Linked DNA regions of Rattus norvegicus: region 2 is linked to region 1. A link is a contact called in public Hi-C data. All regions are on one chromosome and are shown on one strand. Each heading gives the region's core, a stretch centred on a gene start, on an enhancer-like site or on the middle of the called end of the contact. The rest is flanking DNA. Distances are from core to core; before and after follow the strand shown.

Region 1 (4,798 bases), core at 48-2,547:
AACCTGCAAGATTCTGGTAATTCAAATACAGAAAGTTGGGCGTCTAAATATTTCCTTTGTGAAAAAGATTGAACGTGTTTAGGTCGTCGTAGAGGCACCACATACCTCAGCATCTCACTCCCTTCCCTGACTCATAATTTTAAAATTAGAAAACTTGCAGTGACTTTCACTCTGCTGGCTTTGGGGAGAGTTGGAAGGAGTACCAAGCAGCACTCATTAAATAGCACATTGTCCTTTTCATGTTAATATATTCAGCGAGTATGGTCAGCAGAGCCTAGTGAGAAACTGTGCAAAGTTCGTGCTCACTAAACAATAACGGGTGTCTGAGGTCGGGTATCCTGATTCAGTTAAGGGCTCCACTCTTCATTCAAATTAGTTGGGAGGTTGTCTCTGGGAAAAAAGGGACGTGATGTACAGCAAGGGCAGGTTTCCTTCATATACATTGTACTTTACTTCTCGTCTTTGAGCACTATGACCGAGGGAACTAGTGAAAGGTTGACCTTGCCTGCTTAAATATTTCCCAGTAGACACTTTCCTGGCTGTCCAAGGCTGCACTTTGTGAACCACGCTTTCCAGAATGTAGGAAAAACTCTCCTAAGTGACTCTGCTGCTGACATCCAGAAAAGGAAGTCCGCCAGGAATTCAAAACTTTAAAAGCAAGAAAACTGCCCTTTTCCCCTTCCTGTAGAGGGTTATTCCCAAGCCTTGAAGGGGTGGTAGAAACTCTGGAGGGGGTTTTGAGCCTTGGTTAGACTTCTCGTGGTGTCCTCTTATCCTCCCAGAGTTACACAGCATCTTCCTTCCCCAAAAGTGAAATTCTATTATTGAGAATTCAGATGGTCATTTAACGACAGGAAACACCCGCATCTCAAACCGCTTCTTTCCTCTAAACATATTTTTGTGAAAGGCCTTTTTGAGCTTTTAGGAAGCCATATGGAATGTGTCAACACAATTCTAGTGTATGCTTCTGAAACCTAGCTAGGTTCCATGTTACTCTCTCTTTTCCCCCAAATATCCACTTTCCCACTACGCATATGGAAAAGTTACATGCTGTGTATTTTTAAAACTTGGAGAGGTGAAGGACCATTAGTTATTTCCTGCTGAGTAGTGAGTGTCCTTTTCCTGGCTTTAAACAAAACCCGGATGTAAGTTGGACATGGACACACACACACACACACACACACACTAAAGGAACAAAAGTAAAACTTTTGTCTCCAGCCCAGCAGCAACTCCCCTGGGCGTGGCAAGGGTCCTGAGCCAGTCCTGCCCAGATCTGTGACCTGGTTCTGCAGGGTCTGCAGCCTTCCAGGAGCAGCCAGGAAGATGTCTCAAACTTAACCCTCTGCAAGCTGCCAGGCTAAAGGGCTGGTAGAGCCTGGAGAAGCCGCCCTGAGGTTGCTTGGAGTCTGGGAAAGGCCATCGGGAGCAGGCTTGGGCAGGAAGCTGAGCCCCCGGGGAGCTGAGAGCTGCGGTTCGAGCCAGTCACGTCCTGCGCACGGAGGGCGGGTAGCCTCGGCCCGCCGGTATTTGGGGAAGCGTCCCAGTTCTAGGCGCTTCCAGTGGCTGCCTTGCACAAGTGACTTCTGGGCCCAGCTCTGGGGCAAAGATGCCCGCCCTTCACATTGAGGATCTGCCGGAAAAGGAAAAACTGAAGATGGAGGTTGAGCAACTTCGCAAAGAAGTGAAGTTGCAGAGACAACAGGTAAGCTGGCTGCCTATTCCAGAATCCCCTCTCAGAAATGAGCCAAGGTCAGGATTACCAGAATAAACTATGGGGGAGGGGGTGTCTCTTCTTCTGGAAGCTTCTCTTTAAGGGGGCTTTAAGGAGGCTGGCAGCTGCTAAATAATATGGGGAAATTGCAAAAGGTGAGAAGAACCAGGAACTAAGAAGGGATTTATATATAAAGCCAAATGTCATCAAGACACAGTCCCAAACAGGGGAGACAAACAAATCCCAAAACGGGCAGCTACCTTCCATCCTGCAGAGGATCGTGGATGACAAATTTTCTAAAGCCACGTTTCAAAATCCCCCAACTTTAGCTTTGATTTTGTGAAGACCCTGATTCCACTGGGTCTTGAGAGCAAGCTGCCTGAGTTTCCGTTATTTACCAATTGTGTGCAATTTCCAATTTGTCTTGTAAGTGTGTGAAATGATTAATATCGTGCTTTCTGTATTTACTTATAAACACGTAATTTTGTTTATACTGCACGGCATATGGCTGCAAACTAAACTAACTAACTAACTAACTAACTAAACAACTAGCTACATGCTGGATGTGGTGGTACATGCCTATAATTCTCAGTCACTTAGGAGGTGGAGGCAGGAGGGTCAAGAGTTCCAGGCCACCTTGGCCAGTCAAGAAAAAAACACTCAGGAGTCTTCACTGAAATTCCATGGATAACTTGGAATTTCTACTTCAATTTTTGTCTGGTGGCAGGGGCCTTTATTACATTAAACTTCTTTTCCCTCTCTGTCAAGAAATCCGTAGTTTAGAAAAAGGCTTTTGGATAGTTTGTTCACTTTGAAGAAAAGTATTCTTTTCCCCCGGAGCAAGAAAATTTGAACTGACGTTGTTTCTTTTATTATTATTACTTTTACGTTTTTATGGTCCTGGTCAGTCTGCCCTCTCCCAGATCCACATCCCCCCACCCCATGCCAGGACTTGCCACTTCCTGGGGCTTCAAGTCTCTCCAGGGTTAGGGGCATCTTCTCTCACTAAGGCCAGACCAGGTAGTCCTCTGCTGTAGATGTGTCCAGTGGGGGTGGGGCTGGGGCTCTACCAACTAGTGCTTGCTGCCTGGTTGGTGACTCAGTGTCTGAGAGATCTCAGGGGTCCCTGTTAGTTGAGACCGCTGGTCTTCCTATGAGGTCGTCCTCCTCCTCAGCTTCTTCCAGCCTTTTTTTATGGGCTGATGTTGTTTGTAATAGTTTGGGGTTACTAGGGTTCAAACTTCAGGCACTGTGTATGTGGTCACCTCTGAGTCACACCTCAGGCTCTTTGATTTTTACCTTCTGTTCACACTTTAATATTTGCAAAAAAAATGAACAGAAATGAAGCAGATGATATAAACAGGCTCCAAACACATTCACGATAAGCCTTAATACTCCTCAGTGGTTACTGGGAGATGCTGGAAGTTGTTGAGTTTTACAGTTTTACGCATTTACCCCCTCAAATGCAGCTCCCTGCTTCATACAAATTCACACTCTTCCAAGATTTTACAGTGGGATATCATATTTTTCCTGTCACTTTAAGAAATCATGTGATTAGAGGAATAAGCCAGTTGATAGGACTAACAGATCATGTTATTTCTTGGAGGGGGCTGTCTTGGCTGATGACAAAGCCCTCAGTTTGGACAGGGTCAGCCAGAGGGATTGCACATGAAACAGCATGGTGTATAGTGTGTGCTTAAATAATGCTTAACCTTTGCAAAGCTGGAAGGTCTTACATCATTGTGTCGAATTCACAGGCTAGAGGAAAGGACAAGTTCCAAAGTTGACATCAGGCAGCATCCTGGGTGTGTCAACGTAAAACTCAAGCATCTTTTTTTACAGTTTTCCCCAGTCAGTCACTGCAGGCCTAGGGTACACCCTACATCACAGGTCTCTCATTTCAGAAAATTCTAGGTGTCTGCTAGGAAGACAGAAGTATTTAGAGTGGTTCTTCCTAGACACGAAGAGGATTGTGGAACTCCTTCCAGTTCCCAAATGTTTTATTTTCAGTATAGAGGATTATATTGATGCTGGGCAAGCACTGTGGTGCTTGGATTACACTCAACCCCTCACTTGAAAGACACAAAACCCCTTTGTCCCAGAGAAGAAGCCAGGTCCTCACTTACAGCCACAGAGGACCCTTAAGGCAGGTACTTCAGTTGTCTTTCCCCAGCATCTTCCAGATCAGCCTTTCAATCCTTGGTTGACACCTGGGCTATGTGCTCTGCTCAGGCCAAACCCAGATACACAGGTTACATCTGGCTGCAGCTAATTAATTATTGGTCAGATGTACTCTCTCGATCCTAGAAGGAGCAATTACCCACTTTTCGAGATTATGGATATTTTCAGAACCCCAGCGAAAGAGCCTTTGCAAGAAGAGTGGGGACCCGGATCGTACTCAGGTGTTTCACTCGAACCACAGACTCTGAATCTTTACACTCCCTTACCAGCACTGAGCACTCCCTTAGAACATACAAACTGTGACTCCCAGCATTAGATTCTTGCAAAGACAGAACTTATCACATTTTAATTCCTGTAACTGTTCGACCCGCTTTTAAATTTTGGGTCCGTTCTACACACGGCCATGCAACCAGAGCTTTAGGGTTTGGGGAGGAAATAATGAAACAACGGGATTCCCACTTCTGTTTATTTTTGAGTGTCGCTTTTTAATTGCTCGTTGGTGTTTCATAATTATGCAAAAATGTGTTAGCACTGTGGTAGCTGCACTTGTTTATAAATAGTGATGCATCTTTCGAGATACATATGTATACATGTTTAGAGAGATTCACTCAAAGGCCGCTTTTCATAAATCTCTCACTTTTACTTTCAACATAGTACTTGCAAAACAGACACTTTGGACACACTCAGCCTTGCTTTTCATTTCCAGTTTATTCTCTTTTAAAAAAAAAAGATTTAAATCTGCAACTTGTCTCTAAGGATAGAATTTTAAAGAGACTCTTCAATCCCGTCCCATGAGAAGAAAAGTTTAAGTTGACTCCCTAAACTCTGTAGTCTCAGATTGTCCCACTAAGCCTCTAGGAAAGCCTTTAATACAATAATTGGCTGATTCATCAGAGGAGTTTTGAG
Region 2 (4,555 bases), core at 516-3,015, 450 kb after region 1:
TTTCAGAGTTAATTTTGGGCACCATCTGTTCTGAGATGGAAGATGAAAAGTTTCTTAGATGGGAGGGATGATTGTAGCAGCGTGAACTGTGATTTCACCGAGGAGTCAAAATCCTGAAGGTCCCAGGGTGCTGCCCGTGTTTCAGCGTCATCTCAGTACAGAAGAGAGAGGAGAGGAAGCTCTGGTGTCCAGTGAACACTAGAACAAGAAGCAAGCAGCATTCACTTATATCCCTGCTTCTCAGCTTTTCTATTTACTCTGTAGTTCAATCCCGCCTCCAGTGGCATTTCCCATGTGAGTAATTTCATTGTGTTCATACTCTGATACCTTGGCTATTAAACTGTATTGTTCTTATAATCACAGAGTGCTACTAAAATACTAGAGTTAAGTCTTCATAAAACAATAATAGCATTACCCTTAACAGCATATAAAATATAGTTTGCATACTCTATTGACATTCATTCACACTGAATCATGGCCTAATTTTGCATCCCACAATTTCTTAGGACCCTTAATATGCTCCTAGACTTTGTGACTGTGGTTTGGTTTTGACTGCACATGTCCAAATGTAAATGCAGTGACTGTTGATAATATGTCTTATGTAATATACAAAAATGATCTTGATTTGTTTTGCTACAAGCCAAGAGAGCCTTTGTAAACTGCCTGCATGCTTATGAATTTCCCTATCAACCTCATTGCCAATAACAGGATGACCATGGCGGGGTGTCATTTTTCTAAAGGATTTGTAAGGTGATGTCTGGTGACTATATCATGTGTGCTGGGCTACAAGGTGGGTTTGAGCTCATCAAGACTCTCTGGGGTAATTAGTCCTTTTTAGACATAAATATGAAATTTTGTTTATAGGCTCTTACAACCGAAAGAGACTCTAAAATAAAATCATTTCTAATAACTTGACTCCCTCTAACAGACCCCACTTCTATCTCCACAAGGGATCAGGGTCCCCCTTGTGACACTATCACCCACCCCCTTTCTGCTGGAACCCAGAGCTGCTGCAGTCTAAAAGCACCCAGTTTTATTTTACGTTCCTTTAAGGGAGAGCTGGCCTTTCTGCCATGGAGCTCCTTTTATTGCACATGCAGAGTAAGGGACACTGGAACAGAAAAGAATTGCTGTGGAGGAAGAACTGAGGCTTATATCATCATCAACAAACAAAACACACACACACACACACACACACACACACACACACACACACACAAACCAAAAAAAAAAAAAAAAACAAGAAAAAACAAAAACAAAAAAAAAAAAACTAGCTGCCCATAGCACATAATGGATTTCCCCAGAAACTGGACCAAACTGGTATTGACCAAGGATCAGTCAATGATGTCCAACAATGAATTGCCTCTAATGAGGACTCTAACATCTGCTTATGCTTCAGACCACAGCTCAAATCTCTCATCTTCCTTGATAACTATAACTAGCGTTAATAATTAATACCATTTCCCCTGTGTCCTGGGCAGTACATATAAATCTCTATTGTCACTAAGAGTTTGTCACCCAGAGGGATGATAAAGTATGTCCAGGCAAGTGACTGTATCTTATCATTTTTCTATCTTCGGTGTCTGGAACAGAAGAGCAGTTTAACAAATGTCTGAACGTAAAAGAAAATGTCAAAGAAAAACAGGAAGAAGATACATACAAGGGTATGAACATCAGGGGGCGTCAGAGAAAGATTGCAGAAGTGTATGAAATCTCATCTCTTTTTATGACGGTGGAAGCCTGTAAATGTAGCCAGACAGTCCTAACCAGGATTGTGAATTCATTTCTGAAAGCAAGGCAAGTTTAGTTGCTCTGGCTCCTCTGGTAACTCTGGCCAACATGATTTCAATTCTTTCCTGTTCCTTCTGGTAAGTCTCAACAATGAACATCCATCCTGTCCTTGCAGATGTAGCAACGGGCCTGCATTTTCTCTGGCTAGAAACCCTGTACTGTTCCATGACATTTTGTAGAAAGACATTGCAACAATGTGTTTTAAAGCAGATTGATTTTCCAGCCACTCTCTGCACTCTGCCGCTGTGTTCCTCTATCCAGTACTCAGTACTGTAGTCTTCACAAAGCAACACTAGAGGGATCAGCCTCATATTTTTCAGAGGCCTTTTGTGTCAGCCAAGCCAAGTACAATTAAGGCTGTTCCCAGAAGGAGGAACGGATAACGTTGGCAACTGGGCTGTACCACCCAGAACCGCAAAAAGAAAAAAGCTGCAAACGTAACCAACTGGTTTTCCTCAGCCTTTATGACCCAGAAAACCTACGTGGCATATTCGATGGCATTTTCTATGGTGAGAGGCAGTACTTTGGAAAATTATCTTTTAAAAATTAGCCAGATGTCCCTTGGGGGCTCATGAGAAAGTCTGCAACCTGGAGTGGGGGGGTGGGGGTGGATTGAAGCAATAAATAAGCAAACTTGTTGCTCAATAATACTGCCAATTTTTCTCCCCCTTTCTCTCTCTGTCTCTCTCTGTGTGTCTCTCTCTATGTGTCTCTGTCTCTCTGTCTCTCGTCTATCTGTCTATCTGGCTCTCTGTCTCTGTCTCTGTCTCTCTCTCTCTCTCACACACATACATACATACACAAACACACACACACACACACACACACACACACACACACACGATAAATGACGATAAATGTCAGATTTTTCCCAGCTGATAAGCACATTCAGATTTCAGACTAAAAATCCCCAATCGGACTAAGGCTGTTGATGAGGGAAAGACACACAAACTCCCCTCTTTGAGATAAGGTAGTAAAACAACCCCATACCCTTCATCCGCACATTTCGCTTGTCATTTTTGCTTCACCTGTGGACCAGAACATACCCATAACCGAACAAAACAAACGGTGTGGTGCTGGTGTTTATAGACGGATGAAAGGGAAGTAATCAGGCTGATGATCCGAGTCTGTCAGAACTAACAAGTTGAGTGAATCAGATAAAATTAATGAAGGGAGAAAAAAAACCATTTCTTGCCTGTAATGTCAGACAACACTGTAGCTTTAATTTGTCGATTTCACAAAGGCCTTCTGGGCTCCCGAGCTTATTCGGTTAGTGAATTACCTCGCTTGCTGATCCTCTCATCCCCCTGGTCCGTCTTAATTAATATAAAAACCATGCTGCTCTAATAATTTGATCAAACCATTTCTCTCCTCAAATCCTCGCAGTAGCTTTTAATTGCACTAAAACCTGGAATTCAATTTAAAATCGATACTCAGGCTGCGTCTGTGCTTTGGATGTTCTCGAGTCTCTGACCCCACCCGTGGCCTCCGTGCTCCACACAGCCAGGCCTGTCACTCCAGGCAGTCAATCTGCTTGACTCCAATAACATCGTGACGTGGGCCCCTTCCCTCCTTTAATTGTAGCTTCGTCTTCTCCAATAAATAAACACCCATCCAGAGGACAGTGACAGCGGCCAGTTTTTCTTGGCTGTGCTGTTTCGTTAGACATAGAATTTGGTATGCGATAAATTTCGTTTTGCTTCTTTTAAATCCCATGTTCTGTTTTTTTGTTTTGTTTTGTTTTTGTTTTTCTTTTTGTTTCCTTCCCTTTCTTCGGCAATCCACAGTTCCTAACACAACTCTGGAAGTTCCCTAAAAGTGTTCAGTCGTTTCCTCGGAGGAGATTCGACAATGGCTTTCAAGCCTTTCTCATAAGTCAAGAATGACGTAGATAGAGAATCTGGAGGAAAATAAGCGGGGCTCCCTTCGACCACTCCCACCCGCATCAGTCGCCTCCTCAAGTGGTCCTCCCCCCCTTCAGTAAAGTATACAGAGCTAGCCCCAGCTTCCCTCTGTGGTGGAACTTTCCAGCAATGTCCTTCCATAAAAGGGATGGGTCTTGTTTCTGAGCCAAGGCTCTGCCTCCCACTACTTGGCCTGGGGAGTGGACGGATATTTTTTTCTTTTCCTCTTTTTTTAAGCATTAAGGCAACGTGGAAGTGTCTGGAATGCCGCCTTCAGTCCCAGCCATCCTAGAATTACTCAGTGTTTCAGGGCCCTGCTCCAGTAGCCACCTCCCAGCCAGTCTGCCACGTTAGCTTAAAGTAATGTGCGGTCAGAATAGGGTCTCCCTCGCTGGAAAGCACGCTCTTAAGATCTACGGTCAGTCCCACAGAGAGCAGCACACCCTTTATCCCCACTCCCAATTCCCTCAGTCTTATAGGGAAGCAGCACTTAAGAAGTCAGTTTGCAGCCTCGCCATCTCTCTGAACACCCCATGGATGCTCGACCAAACAGGACTGCCCATCACCCACGGGGAGCCCCGAGGACGAGGAAGGGTCCTGTACAAAGTTCCTCCAGAGACAGGCCCCTTATGTCAATCCCTTCAAGGAGTCGCATCCGGGGATCCATCCCATATACTGTCACCAAACCCAAACAATATTGTGGATGCCAAGAAATGCAGGCTAACAGGAGCCTGATAATAGCTGTGTACTGAGAGGCTTTGCCAGAGCCTGACAAATACAGAGTCAGATGCTCTCAACCAACCATTGGACTGAGAATGGGGCCCCCAAAGGAGGAGTTAGAAAAAGGACTGAAGGAGCTA

The links. A called contact is a pair of places that touch in the nucleus more often than the background predicts.
Region 2: a Hi-C map of Schwann cells shows a contact between it and region 1, with 9 times the contacts expected there. The contact joins the enhancer-like site here to the promoter of Gng11 in region 1. A contact is called at or near these places in 2 of 12 Hi-C or Micro-C datasets (Schwann cells and psoas muscle).

What each region holds. Positions count from the first base shown.
Region 1 is chr4:32,976,384-32,981,181 of GRCr8, forward strand. It overlaps Gng11 (G protein subunit gamma 11), which reads left to right and starts at 1,298. Exons shown (of 2, transcript NM_022396.2): 1 at 1,298-1,702. The coding sequence starts at 1,607.
Region 2 is chr4:33,427,541-33,432,095 of GRCr8, forward strand. No RefSeq gene overlaps it. Among named protein-coding and RNA genes, the nearest start is that of Col1a2, 89 kb to the right of the region's middle. Within about 2 kb of position 1,766, at least 16 of the 93 cell types and tissues checked have an H3K27ac peak or open chromatin away from gene starts, as enhancers often do. A contact at or near this core is called in Schwann cells, where this site is marked.